3 separate regions of the Mus musculus genome follow, and regions 2 and 3 are each linked to region 1. The links are chromatin contacts, called in public promoter capture Hi-C maps. All regions are on one chromosome and are shown on one strand. Each heading gives the region's core, a stretch centred on a gene start, on an enhancer-like site or on the middle of the called end of the contact. The rest is flanking DNA. Distances are from core to core; before and after follow the strand shown. Region 1 holds the start of Crk (v-crk avian sarcoma virus CT10 oncogene homolog). Region 2 holds the start of Prpf8 (pre-mRNA processing factor 8). Region 3 holds the start of Rilp (Rab interacting lysosomal protein).

Region 1 (4,561 bases), core at 1,009-3,508:
TGAACGTCTTTGTACCTGTGGGAGTCTTAGGAGAGGGTGCTGAACACCTGGAGATGGAGTTACAGATGGGTATGAGCTGTCATGTGAGTGCTTGGATTCAAATCTGGTTCCTCTCTAAGAACAGCAAATGTTCTTAACTGCTGAACTATCTCTCCATCCCTCTGAAAAGGGTCTTTCAAAAGAAGCATGAAGGCCAGGTGTGGTGGTACACACCTTCAAGACCCTTAATTCTACTTGAGAGGCAGAAGTGGGTAGATCTCCATGACTTTGAGGCTAGCCAGTGTGATCTACATAGTGAATTTCAGGCCCAAACAGGTGAGCCTCCATCTAAAAATTAAAAAATAAAAAATAAATGAGGAAGGGGAGGGCTGGTGAGATGGCTCAGGGAGTAAAGAGGTTTTGCTGCCAAGTCTCAGGTCCAGAGTTTTGAACCCTAGTGCCTACATGGCAGAAGAAAAGAACCAACTCCCCCACACTGTCCTCTGACCTTCACACCCAGGCCACACATAAATAAGTAAATACATAAGTAAATAAACATAAAAAATAACAGAATATGGAAAACAAAAAGATCCTTGCATAGGGGTGCACACCTGCAACCCCAGCACTCTGGAAGTGAAAGTAGGAGGATCAGAAGTTGAAGGTCATCCACAGCTCTGTAGTGAATTGGAGGCCAGCATATAAGAGTATGCAATAGTAAATGAATGAATATGCCTTCCTGGGGGGGGGGGGCAAAGGCAGACTGGTGTCTGACAGTTTGAGGCCAGGCTAATGTACACAGCAAGTTCTAGGCCACCCAGAACTGCATAGTGGGACCTTGTCTAAACAAACAAACAAACAAACAAACAAACCAAATCTCTCTTTCCTTTTCACTTATCCTGGGAATTGGATTTGTTGTTTCCCAGAGTCTCTTGTAAGGTCTTGCCTTGAAGCTCAGCTGTCCTGAAAAGGGAGAGAGGATAGTCATTTGCCCCAAAGGGCCAGAATTTACACTGGATGGCTTCTGCTGCTAGTTCCTGGTGACTAAGCTAGATCAAGATGAGTCACTGGTAACAAGGAAGGGGCCCTTTTCCCTGCTGTCTCTCCCAGGGCTGGCCCAGACTATGGGTGGGAGCTCTGGAAGGCCGGAGCTATTGACTAGGCTAAGGATAACTTTGGTTTTGTAGTGAGACCGGGTCTCACTATATACAAAACACAGTAGTAACAGCTATGCAATGGTGGCACACACCTTTAATCCCAGCACTGGGAGGCAGAGGCAGGTGGATCTTTGGGTTCGAGGTCAGCCTGGTCTATAAAGTGAATTCCAGGATAGCAAGAGCTATACAGAGAAACCCTTCCCTCCCCCATTTTTTTATTAATTTTTTGAGATAGATGAAGATGATCATGAAGGAAGTAAAAGTAGGAGATACACCTGGCTACAACTGAGAGTTTAAAAAAAAATCTGGCTGGTGGATATGGGAGCCCCAATAGAGAGAACTCCATTTTTTTTTTTTTTTTTTTTTGGCCTGGCTGGGCATTTTGTTTTCTTTGCCTTGAGTACCCTTCCCCACTTCATTTAACATCCTACCATTCACCCTAGGTCATCTTATCTGTGGACCCCTTCCTCTTATTTGTTTTGGTTTTATAATACAGGGCCTCAGACTCACAGGGATCCTCCTGTCTCAACTCCTGAGAGGTTGGGATAACTGTCATGAGTCACTTTACCCAGCCCTTGGGTCTCTCCAGGACTACTTAGTTGATTTCCTTGTGTTTCTGCCCCCCCCCCGCCCCCATAGCAGATGTTGTTTCCTGGTCCCTCCCATAGGTGTGTGAATTCAGTGACTTAAAGCCAGTCTGGGTCAGCACTGCACCTGCGCGGCAAATGCGGTATCTGTGGCTGCTCATAGATAACAAGAACTTCAGCTGACCTCGGGGGAAACCGAAGGAAACACGGGGAAAAGACCAGCAAGTCAGGGAGCTTTGAGGGCGACTATCATCCTCGGACCACATCATCTTTTTTAACTTCAGTCCTTTTCTTGGTGTTGCTACTTGTAGGTTCTGGGAGAAAAGACCGGCCGCTACCAATCTGTCAAACACGGATCAGTCAATTTGTAGGTTGAGGCTCCGCCCCTTAGACCTAGACTCCGCCTCCCCATCCTCCGCGGTTGGGGTCTGGGCCTGGCGGCGACGCCCAGGACGCCGCATGCGCACTGAGGGCCCCAAGGACTCCGTTTCCCTTCTCCCAATGGCGGGCGTCGGTCCCCTTCCCGGCAGCCTCCCTCGGGTAGAGGGCGCGTCATTTCCGGTGGGGAAGGCCCGCGGCCGCCGCCGCCATTTCGGGCGCTGCTGGGAGGCTGACACCGGAGCCGGTCCGCTGGGCGGCGGGCGCCAGGGCTGGAGGGGCGCGCGTGCCGGCGGCGGCCCAGCGTGAAAGCGCGGAGGCGGCCATGGCGGGCAACTTCGACTCGGAGGAGCGGAGTAGCTGGTACTGGGGCCGCCTGAGCCGGCAGGAGGCGGTGGCGCTATTGCAGGGCCAGCGGCACGGGGTGTTCCTGGTGCGGGACTCGAGCACCAGCCCCGGGGACTATGTGCTTAGCGTCTCCGAAAACTCGCGCGTCTCCCACTACATCATCAACAGCAGCGGCCCGCGCCCTCCAGTGCCTCCGTCGCCCGCTCAGCCTCCGCCGGGTGAGGGACAGGCGGGTGGGAGGCCCGGGCGGGGGTGAGGGCCGTAGAACCCTGGTCTGCTGCAGGAGGGACGTGGGCAGAGAGGGCTAGAGTGAACCTGGCGGGGGAGCTGTCTTCTGAGCAAGCTGGTTCCCACCGATGAGCGGGATTGTGGGGGAGGAGGAGCTGCTCACCGAGGCCTCTGGGTGTGCCTTGGGAGCCGGGGAAGGGGAACTGCTGCGGCCCCGGGGTGGGGCTGGGCGCCAGGGTCAGGCCCAAGGGCAGGGCAGGGCTAGGCAACTTGGGGACAATGAGTTAATGGGGATGTTACGGGGACATCATTTGGCAGTGGTACTCAGAATGGCTCTGCTAATCCTACAAGTGGCTTTTAGGCTTGAAACGTTTCCTGCAGTGTTAGAGCCGGGTTTGGCCATACTCCCCTGGTGGCCTTCGGTAGGAAGTCACCACGTACTGACTGGCTGGCTGGGAGGGATGGAGACACCCTCAGGAAGCCGGTCAGCTTTTTCCTTTCTTGGGCATTTTTCCAAAATATCTTTACCGTGCTCTTCCCTTGTGGAAGGTGGTGAACTAAGTGACTTGGTGATAGAAAAAAAATCCTTCTGTGACCAGCCCCGCGTAATTGAAGCCTAGCAGGCAAATTGTGTCCAAGAGGTTTTAAGTGTCCAAAAAAACTGCCCGCTGCAACTAGAGTTTCTAGTTTCAAAGTGATTAGTGGAGGAAGATTTTTTTCCTTTAGAAAACAAACAAACAAACAAACAAACAGGCATAAGCCAGTGAGAACAACCTTGGAAGTGAATGGCACTTCATTCTCCCTGGATTTACTTAAAAAGTGTCAGACACGTACTTCTGGGTCTTTTCTTGCTCTCTAAGTTGGTGTTGTGGTCAAAATCTTCCAGGATATGAGAACAGACCTGGCTAGCAGATAAACACCAAGAATAATTATCCCACTGTTTCCTCGTCAAGGACCATTGAGTTTTAACTGTCTTAGCTGTCTTATTGCAGTTGTCTTGGCAATGTTAAGGGAATTCATGCACTTAGCCCTTGACGTTTATGAGATGAACAGTGATTCTGAGATTTCTGTTGTCTCTGTGTATAACAGCACCAAGCTTCTTGCTTTCTGGATGTTTGAAGTGTAAGCTTTTTCCTTCTAGAGCTGAGCTAGTCTCATGAATGGAGACTCACTGGTTAGCCTTGTAGCAGACTTGCATTTTTGGGATAGCTCTAATTTAGATTTACTCCCTTTGGCCACAAAGTGGGATTCGACGGTTCTTTGTGTTAGCACACAAGTTAAGGGGAAAATTTGAGTATTGAAGTCTTTTTAGTTAACAGATATAGACCTTTCTACGTCTTGTTGTTTTTTTTTTTTTTAAGATTTATTTATTATATGTAAGTACACTGTAGCTGTCTTCAGACACACCAGAAGAGGGTATCAGATCTCATTACAGATGGTTGGAAGCCACCATGTGGTTGCTGGGATTTGAACTCAGGACCTCTGGAAGAGCAGTCAGTGCTCTTAACCATCTCCAGCCCCTTGTTGGTTTGATAATATAAAATCAGATAGGAATATTAATGCAACACAATTGCCCTAAACAAAGTAAATTCTATATTTGTGCTATCTGTAAAATAATCTATTGTTTTGTGCTAAGTGCAATAGTAAGATGAAATAGTAAGATGAAATTCAATTCTCATCCAGATTTCATAGTTCATGCTTCTAATCTTGGCACCTAGGAGGCTGGTGCAAGAAGATTTTTAAAAGTTCCAGGCCATCCTGGGAAACTTAGAAAGACTGCCTCAAAGTAAAAGTTATGTGAAGGGTTGTGACTGGGGATCTAGTTGAGTGGTAGTTTATTTGCCTGGCATTTGGGCAGGCTAGGTTTTATTCCCAATAGTTGGGGGT
Region 2 (4,561 bases), core at 934-3,433, 190 kb before region 1:
CCCTCTTTTACTTTGCTTTCCCCTCTCATCTCCTCTCTTAACAGAGTTGTCCTATGCAGCCCAAATGCCATCTTCCTGCCTCAGCCTCCCCAGTGTTGAAAAATACTCTTTCCACAGGTTATGTTAGGAGACTGGAGTCTGCTCAGTCGGGGAGGGAGCCTGGGTCAAGTTCTGAGCTCAATTCCTTTTCTTTCTTTCTTTCTCTCTTTCTTTCTTTCTTTCTCTCTTTCTTTCTTTCTTTCTTTCTTTCTTTCTTTCTTTCTTTCTTTCTTTCTTTTAAGACAGGGTTTCTTTGTATACCCTGGCTGTCCTGGAACTCACTTTGTAGCTGGCCTGGAATTCAGAAATCTGCCTGCCTCTGCCTCCCAAGTGCTGGGATTAAAGGTGTGCACCACCACTGCCCAGCCCTGGGCTCAATTCTTAACATTGTGGAGAGAAAAGTATTGTAGCTGTTCTGGCCACCTGGAATTACTTTGTTTCTGATCTTTTGCTGCAGTCAAATCCTTCTCATCCATCTTTCCTCGTCAGGCTATAATATAGACTCTCCTTGCAATACTTGGAAATGCTCTACAGTCAGCTACATCCTCAGTCCTGCTCCTATATTTTTTCCTAAGCTTCCTTCTAAGGTCTTTATTGGTTTATGATTTACACAGAACATTTTTTTTTCTTGTCTATAGCATGCGTTAGAGTGATCGTTGCCAGATAGAGGAAAGAGAAATGAGAGAAGAAGGTCGTTACCAGTGAAATTCCCCAGAGACATTTCTAAGTTTTCTAGGTTATCTCCTTTCCATCTCCCAAAGAAGCACGATTATTTGTTTTGATACAGTCTCTCTCTAGATCCTTGGCTGTGCTGTACTGGAACTTGCTATGTAGATTTGGCTGGCCTTGAAAACACAGAGATCACCTGCCTCTGCCTCTCAAGTTCTGGGATTACCATCATGGCTGGCAGGGTTTTTATTTTTATTCTTCAGTTAATTTTGTTGCTTGAAGCTCCAGGCATTAAATCTAGTACGTTACTTCTAATAATCAAGCATTAAGCTCAAAATCTGGCGCCCTGAAGTCAGATTACCATGCTATGCTTGCCAGTGCTCATCATGCTGTGTTACAAGAATCTTTAGGCGTTGGGAGAGACAGCTTAGGGGTTAAAAAGATTTACTGCTTTTGCAGGGGACCCAGGTTCCCAGCACCCAAGTGGTAGATCATACCTATCTCCATTCCAGGGGAGCTAATGTCTTCTTTTAATCTCCCTGGGTACCAGGCATGTCCGTGGTGGGCAGACATACATGAAGGCAAAACATTAATGATTCTTTGTTTTGTTTTGTTTTGTTTTGTTTTTGAGGTTTGGTAAACACTATATAGCCGAGGAAGAATTTGAATGTCTTTTTGAAAAAAAAATATTTTATGTATATGGGTTGTTTGGGTTGCATGTATGTATGTGCACCATGTGTGTTCTGTATCTACAGAGGGCAGAAGAGGGTTTTCAGATCCCCCTAGAATCAGAGTTTCGGACAGTCGTGAGGCACCATGTGCTGGGGATCACACCAGGTTCTCTAGAAGAACAGCTAAAGCTCTTAATCGTTTAGTCCTCTTTCCAGGACCAGACTTTGAATTTATGACTATTCTGCCTTTAACCTCCCGCCCCTCCACCCCCACCCCCCACCCCCCACCAGTGCTGAGATCCTACAGGTCTATGCATTGCCAGAAATGGAATGAACCAAGGGCCTCCTGTACAAACTGAAGTACATTCCCATCCCAGATCATCATACATTTTTGCCAGCCTTCCTTCTGCCTTGGATGGTCCAAGAGTTATTTGACTCTTTGGTACATAGTTACCACTATTAACAGTAATGTAATGAAGGAATAGAAGAACAAAGGATTCATTGAGTAGGAGTTAGTACTACATATCAGCTCTGAATTCATGAGAATAAATATAGGGGAAATGTGCAACGTACGCAAACTTATTAAAATTGTATGGCTTTGGCTTTTGAGGAACAATATCAATAGCCAATTAAATGTCAGATCTATTAGAGAGGGCTCCTAAACTGACTGGCAGAAGGCGGGGCGTGAGCCTACCCTGACCACACCCCTCGCCCTGAAATCCGCTTTTAGACCCGCCTCTCCGGCTCGGGCTGCAACGTCAATTGGAGATGTCGCTAATCCATCAGAGCATCTCGGCGTCTATTGGATGAGCTTCTGAGCCTGGTTGCGCACTTCCTGGAGTTGGGAACGCGGAGCGGACGTCGTCTTTCCGCCATTGCTCTGCGAGCCTAGCCGCTACCTGAGTGAGGGGCGACAGGTGGGTGGTGGGCGTCTGAGGCTGAGCGCAAGGTAATCGAGTGGGCCGAGCGGCCCGAGGAGCTGCGCCAGGCCCGGGTCCCGAGCGCTCAGCCCGGCTAGAGTGCAGGCCAGGGGGCTCCGGACGTGTTCCATCTGCCCCTTGTGGGCCCGGGCCTAGCTCATTAGTTTTGGCCTGCCTCTCTATCCCAGATTCTCCCGGCATGGCCGGAGTGTTTCCTTACCGAGGGCCGGGTAACCCGGTGCCCGGCCCTCTAGCCCCGCTGCCGGATTATATGTCAGAGGAGAAGCTGCAGGAGAAAGGTGAGAGGCGAACGGGAACGGCGTGCGCGGGCTCGAACGTGTAGGCGGGTTTCATTTCTTCCCTCCATAGGCAGGTCATCAGGGGTGTGCTTATTAGCAGTATTTACATTTTTAAAAATTGAGTCCAATCATTGAAAGTTTGGAAGTGCCTGTTATTTTGCAGGAGCTTATTGTGTACGTGTGTGTGTGTAAAATGCATCAATGACGATAAAACCTGTTTCCTTATAGGGTTTGCATTACTATGTAGGAATTAGACAACAACCCTCCCCAAAACATCTATAGCAAAAATATCAGGTGGTTTGGGGTAGTAAAATGGCAGGATACTTGGCAGTGAGTATTTCTCTTCACAGCATGCCGAGGGTTGCCCCAGGGCAAGAGTTAGGGATAATTAGGGTAAATGTGTGCAGCCCTTTAAGCTGAGGTGCTTTTCTAGCTCGAAAATGGCAGCAGTTGCAGGCCAAGCGATATGCAGAGAAGCGGAAATTTGGGTTTGTGGATGCTCAGAAGGAAGACATGCCACCAGAACATGTCAGGAAGATCATTCGAGACCATGGAGACATGACCAACAGGAAGTTCCGTCATGACAAAAGGGTCTATTTGGGGTGAGTAACATCCCAGGATAATATCATATGGAGTTTGACTTCTTTCCTTCCTCTGCCCCTTCATTGACAGTGCTGGATAGAGGGACTAGCATTTGGAATGTGACTTTTTAACTGAGACAGTTTCCCTGTGTGGGCATTTTTGCCCTGGATTTAGCTCTGTAGACCGGGCTGCCCTTTAACCGATAGGGATCCCCATGCCTCTGCCTCCAAAGAGCTGGGATTGAAGGCAGATGTCACCGTGTCCAGCATGGAACATGGCTCTAGGCTGTACATAGGATGACTGTAGGAGTAAGGCTAGGACCACTGGGATTCTGTGATAGTTTCCAGATCGTCTACCTATGCCATTGATTGTTTTGCTTTGCCCTGCTGGTGTTGTTGTAAAATGTCTGGTATTGTGGAACTGTTTGAAGCTCAAATTAAGACACTAGGCATTCTGGATGCCTCTTTGGTCACTATCATTCAGAGGTTTAGGATAGTTCATTCCTGGGGTCGCTCTTTTACTGTTAATTCTTCCACCTCAAGCTGCAGAGATTCTTAACATTCCATTTGGATACAAAAATTTGGCCTGTTAATTAATTGATGTGGGGGAAGCCTTGGAAGTTTTTTTGTTTTGTTTTGTTTTTGTTTTTTTTCCTTTTTAAAGATTTATTTAATTCATTTATATGAGTGTACTGTAGATGTCTTCAGACACACCAGAAGAGGGCATCAGATCCCATCACAAATGGTTGTAAGCCACCATGTGGGTGCTGGGAATTGAACTCAGGACCTTTGGAAGAGCAATCAGTGCTCTTAACTGCTGAGCCATCTTTCTAGCCCCACCTTGAGAGTTTTATTGCAAAAAATAATTTCTTAGCCAAAAAATAATTTCTTAGCCAGGCAGTGGTGGTGCACGCCTTGAATCCCAGCACTCGAGAGGCAGAAGCAGGCTGATTTCAGAGTTCAAGGCCAGCCTGGTCTACCGAGTGAGTTCCAAGACAGCCAGAGCTATATAGAGAAACTCTGTCTTGAAAAAACCATTAATAGAAATAACAATACATGATGTGAATAAAAGTACGACGGCAAAAAAAAAAAAAAAAGAAATAACAATAACAACAACTTCTTGCCGGGCAAGGTAATAGCATACGCCTGTAACCCCAGCACTTGGGAGTCTGATTACTTTGAGTTTGAGGATGGCCTGGTTTACAGAGTGAGTTCTATAACTGATAAGGCTGGACAGAGAAACTCTGTCCTAAAAAATAAAACATCAACAACAAAAATAACTTAAGCAGCCGTGGTAGTGTTTGCATGTAATCTCTGCCCTTAGCTGCAGAGGCAGGAGAATCATGGGCTTGAGGCCAGTTTGAACTACCTGGTGAGATGCT
Region 3 (4,561 bases), core at 1,045-3,544, 170 kb before region 1:
GGTGAAAGGAGAGCCTGTCCCATAGAATTTTCCTCTGACCTTCACATACACTCAGTGCCATACAGAATAATAATACATTAAAAACATTTTTGTTTTTGAGACAGGGTTTCTCTGTGTAGCCCTGGCTGTCCTGGAACTCGCTTTGTAGACCAGGCGGGTCTCGAACTCAGAAATCCACCTGCCTCTGCCTCCCAAGTGCTGGGATTAAAGGTGTGTGACACCACGCCCGGCTAAAAATATTTTTGTATGTAGGAGTTTTTTCTGTACACCATATTCAGGCAGTACCTGTAGAGAGCAAAAGAAGGTCCTAAAACTGGAGTTGCAGACAGTTGTAGGCCACCATGTGGCAGGTCCTCTGGAAGAGCAACCAGTACTCTTAACCAGTGAGCCATCTCTCCAGCCCCAACAATAAAATTTTAAAAACTTCTGGCATTCTGGGTTGGTACTAAGAATACCTTCTGATCTCATCTCTAGATTGCAGGATACCTGTATGGGGTGAGCCCTCCAGATAACCCTCAGGTGAAGGAGATCCGTTGTATTGTGATGGTGCCGCAGTGGGGCACGCACCAGACTGTGCACCTGCCCAGCCAGCTGCCCCAGCATGAGTACCTCAAGGTTAGTGGTGGTGGAGCCTGGGAGTGCACTCACTGTCGTGCTACCCTAATGGGGGACATTTGTCTGCAGATGGGTTGAACATCTCTTTATTGCTGTTTGCCTACAGGAGATGGAACCCTTAGGTTGGATCCACACTCAGCCCAATGAATCCCCCCAGCTATCACCCCAAGATGTCACCACTCATGCCAAAATCATGGCTGACAACCCATCTTGGGATGGGGAGAAGACTATTATCATCACGTGCAGGTTGGTGTGGGCCTCTTGGGTGGAAATATTATAGAGCAGGCATTGCAGGCCAGGACCTGGATTGGTGGCTTGAGCGCTTACCCTGTCCCTGTCCCCCCCACCCCAGCTTCACACCAGGCTCCTGCACACTGACAGCCTACAAGCTGACACCCAGTGGGTATGAGTGGGGCCGGCAGAACACAGACAAAGGCAACAACCCCAAAGGCTACCTACCCTCGCACTACGAGAGGGTTCAGATGCTCCTGTCTGACCGATTCCTCGGCTTCTTCATGGTCCCCGCCCAGTCCTCCTGGAACTACAACTTTATGGGTACGTGGTTGTGTGTGCCTAGGAAGTGTGGGGTAGAGACAGGTGACCAGCATGCTTGGTCATCTTGTCATCTTGAGGTCTGGCTGCCTTGGAAACGGTCCAGGGGCCCAGGCTGGGTGAGGCAGGCAGAACCTTATTAACTTCTGATGTTTCCCCTCCCATTAGGTGTTCGACATGATCCCAACATGAAATACGAGCTGCAGCTGGCAAACCCCAAGGAATTCTACCATGAGGTCCACAGGCCCTCCCACTTCCTCAACTTCGCCCTTCTGCAGGAGGGTGAGGTCTACTCTGCAGACAGAGAGGACCTCTATGCCTAGTTACTTCCTTCTGCTTCAGATCCCCAAAGCCTGGAGCCTCTTGAACGCCCTCCCCAGACAAGCTGCTGACATTCAGCAGTCAGCCCCTTTGCGTTCTGTGCTTGTGTTGTTGATAGATTGTAATCCTGAACAAAATGTAATAAATTTTATAAATAGTGCTTTTGTTTTCTTGCTGTTATGAGGTCAAATTCTGGGCATAGGCGTTTGAGGATTGGGGACTAGCTTGGGCAGTTGACAGCAAGGTACTGGGCCCTGCCTTCAGAGCCTTGAGGCCTTCTCCGCTGGAGGCTTAGAGGCTCCCTAGACTCAGGGAGCTGAGTTGGGGCTGGCTTATTACTTTGAGCATATTTGCTGGTTTCTCTGTAAAAGTACTTGGAGTCTACCTATTTTCAACATCACTTCTTGGACTGTGTGGTCCTCCTATAGCTGTAGTGCCCGGTCTCGTTCATTTTTGTAAACTGTGTGGTTCCTAGTGGGGGAACATACTTAAGTGACTGTCCCTGCAGTCCAGTAGAGGCTGTTTGCTGACCTTCAGTCTTTCACCTCTTGGCAGCCAAGTCCAGGGGTGGAGCCCGGGTCAGGCGCTATGGGGAGGGCTTGCCTGAAGTGACCACTTACAGCTCTAGTCCTCAACTCTTGGATACCTGCCTGGAAGTTGGCCGACCTGTATCCAGTGACCTTGTAGGGCACAGGGAGCCCAGAGCACTCTCCCACTCCAGGGCCTTTTTCCCTATTTGTTCCTCCCGGGTTGCTTCTACCCCGCCCCTTATGGCCCTAAACTTCCTGGGCCGGAACTGTTAAGCTTTTTCCTGCACCAGTTAAGGGTGTGGGTGGCTTTTGACCTTAAGAGAGGAAAAAATGGAGCCCAGGAGGGCAGCGCCCAGGCTACCCAGTCAGGCCTCTTCTTCAGTGGGCGCAGGGTCAGCCGCCGAGCTCGTGTACCATCTAGCGGGGGCTCTGGGCACTGAGCTACAGGGGCTGGCACGCCGCTTCGGACCCGACGCGGCGGCTGGGCTGGTGCCACTAGTCGTGCGGGCGCTGGAGCTCTTGGAAAAGGCCGCCGTGGGGCCGGCTCCGGACTCGGTGAGTCACCGGCTCCTCCTTTTACCCCTGAGAGCCGGCAGGCCTAACCCTGAGACCCCTGGCTCCCCCAGCTGCAGGTGTCCGCACAGCAGGCAGAAGTGGAGCTGCGGCGGCTGCGCGAGGAGAACCAACGCCTCCGCCAGGAGCTAGGCTCCGGGCCGCAGGGTGAGTGAGGGTCCCACCGGAGCAGAGCGAGCTGGGGGCAGCCGGGGCCTGCGTACCCCAGAGATCGGTAGTGCTAAAGACACCCCTTCCTCAGAGGAGCGCGCGCTGCTCCGACAGCTCAAGGAGGTGACAGACAGACAGCGGGATGAGCTTCGGGCACACAACCGAGATCTGCAGCGCCGAAGCCAAGAGACCGAAGCGGTGAGGGCGGGGCCAGGCGGAGTGGGGTGGGGCCGCTACGGCCCTCGGAGCCCCGCCCCTAGCTCTCTCGCTCCACCCCCTAGCTGCAGGAACAGCTACAGCGCCTCCTGCTGATCAACTCTGAGCTGCGGCACAAGCTGGCTGCAGTGCAGACCCAGTTGAGGGCCGCCCAGGACCGGGAGAGGGAGCGCCAGATAGCTCAGGATGGCTCCAGCCAGCTGGCTAAAGAACAGAGCTTGGAACCTGATGCGGCAACCTCAGATGACCCGGTAAGAGACGGAGCGAAGTCAAAATACATCCCAGAGCTCACAGCATTCAGCAGTTGATGACCCAGCCTGGGTTTACCTGGCATGGATGTACCATGCAGTATAGAAGGTACCCAGGAAGTTGGAAGGTAGCAACAGCAGTTGTGTGCTATGTACACCTATGTAGCAGCAACTTTGTCCTCTAAGTTTTCCCAGCAGACACTTCCCATAATATTATTGTGAGCGCTGGGACTTAGGGAAGAGCTAAGACAGACTGCTCTCTGACCATTCCTGACCTTGTACAGGTGGATACTCAGAAGCAGCCAGGGAACCTTCCAGAAGCTGTCCAGTGTGGATTCAGCAGGGAAGAGCTTAAGCAAATCCTTCAGGAGCGGAATGAGCTCAAAGCCAACGTGTTCTTGCTCAAGGAGGAGTTGGCGTACTTCCAGCGGTGAGGGACTGGAAGCCAGGATGCCTGTTCCTGGTCACCCCACCTTATTTTTTGGATCGTTTATAGATCAGCAGTGACAATTGCCAGGGTCCTGCTCAGGCACTGGGAAGAAGTAACTTCCACAGTCCTTGCCCTTCTGGAACCTCACTCAAACAGGGCAGCACCAGGGGTCACCAAACTGAAGCAGCAAGCCTTATCCTTAGGAGGGGCCATCTAAGCTCATTTCAGAGGTGTTGGCGGTATAGAGCTTTCACGGGTTTCCAGGGGAAACAGTGAGCAGAGCTCAGGTACTTGATTGACACCTCCTGTTGGCCTTCCCACTTTCTTCCCTTCCTGCTTCTCTAGAGAGCTGCTCACAGATCACCGTGTTCCTGGGCTTCTGCTTGAAGCCATGAAGGTGGCAGTCAAGAAACAGAGGAGGAAGATCAAGGCCAAGATGTTAGGGACACCTGAAGAAGCAGAGAGCAGGTAAGATCCTGCCTCTGTGCTCACCAAACGAACCCCTTGGCCTGCTGCAGTTCTGCTGTGCCCAGTGATACAACTTAGCTGTGCCTGGCACCTCACTCAGCCTGCTCTCCAGCTGCCGTCCTTTCCTCTGGAATCCACTGCTCCCGCTTGCCCCGGCTGCTATGCCTCCTGCTGAAGAAACTGTCCATGCTACTTCTCCAGACTCATGTTTCCTTCCTTGGCTGGATCTCTTTACTAAAGGAAGCTATGCAGTCTTGTGAGGGGCTGTTGTCTGCCTGGTTATAAAGAGTCCCTGATCCCCTCACTGTCCCCTCTCCAGCCCTGAGGCCTCTGTAGTCACTCCATCCTCCCCTGATGTTCCTGAAAGTCCTTCAGGAGGTTCCACACAAGCTGGACTCATAGTATCCCTTAGGCCCTGATATACAGCCCTTTCATTTCTTTATCCTAGTGAGGATGAG

Evidence for each region. Capture Hi-C pulls out chosen DNA fragments and counts their contacts.
Region 2: a promoter capture Hi-C map of adipose tissue shows a contact between it and region 1. The contact joins the promoter of Prpf8 here to the promoter of Crk in region 1. A contact is called at or near these places in 7 of 39 promoter capture datasets (the 3T3-L1 cell line, the C10 cell line, the HPC-7 cell line and 3 more), 2 of 484 Hi-C or Micro-C datasets (CD8 T cells and natural killer cells), 3 of 115 datasets of contacts at active chromatin or transcription factors (effector CD8 T cells, extraembryonic endoderm stem cells and pancreatic cancer cells) and 3 of 9 other capture datasets (adipose tissue, liver and pancreatic islet).
Region 3: a contact with region 1 is called in a promoter capture Hi-C map of adipose tissue. The contact joins the promoter of Rilp here to the promoter of Crk in region 1. A contact is called at or near these places in 8 of 39 promoter capture datasets (3T3-L1-derived adipocytes, embryonic stem cells, hippocampal neurons and 3 more), 6 of 484 Hi-C or Micro-C datasets (CD4 T cells, embryonic stem cells, group 2 innate lymphoid cells and 2 more), 6 of 115 datasets of contacts at active chromatin or transcription factors (bone marrow-derived macrophages, embryonic stem cells, epiblast stem cells and 3 more) and 4 of 9 other capture datasets (adipose tissue, liver, macrophages and 1 more).

What each region holds. Positions count from the first base shown.
Region 1 is chr11:75,677,001-75,681,561 of GRCm38.p6, forward strand. Crk (v-crk avian sarcoma virus CT10 oncogene homolog) reads left to right here and starts at 2,259. Exons shown (of 3, transcript NM_133656.5): 1 at 2,259-2,664. The coding sequence starts at 2,424.
Region 2 is chr11:75,484,594-75,489,154 of GRCm38.p6, forward strand. It overlaps Prpf8 (pre-mRNA processing factor 8), which reads left to right and starts at 2,184. Exons shown (of 42, transcript NM_138659.2): 1 at 2,184-2,598; 2 at 3,032-3,200. The coding sequence starts at 2,499.
Region 3 is chr11:75,507,800-75,512,360 of GRCm38.p6, forward strand. It overlaps Rilp (Rab interacting lysosomal protein), which reads left to right and starts at 2,295. Exons shown (of 8, transcript NM_001029938.2): 1 at 2,295-2,573; 2 at 2,645-2,738; 3 at 2,833-2,939; 4 at 3,023-3,208; 5 at 3,490-3,635; 6 at 3,981-4,103; 7 at 4,552-4,561. The coding sequence starts at 2,349. It overlaps Prpf8 (pre-mRNA processing factor 8), which reads left to right. Exons shown (of 42, transcript NM_138659.2): 39 at 475-615; 40 at 722-861; 41 at 968-1,170; 42 at 1,336-1,648. The coding sequence ends at 1,490.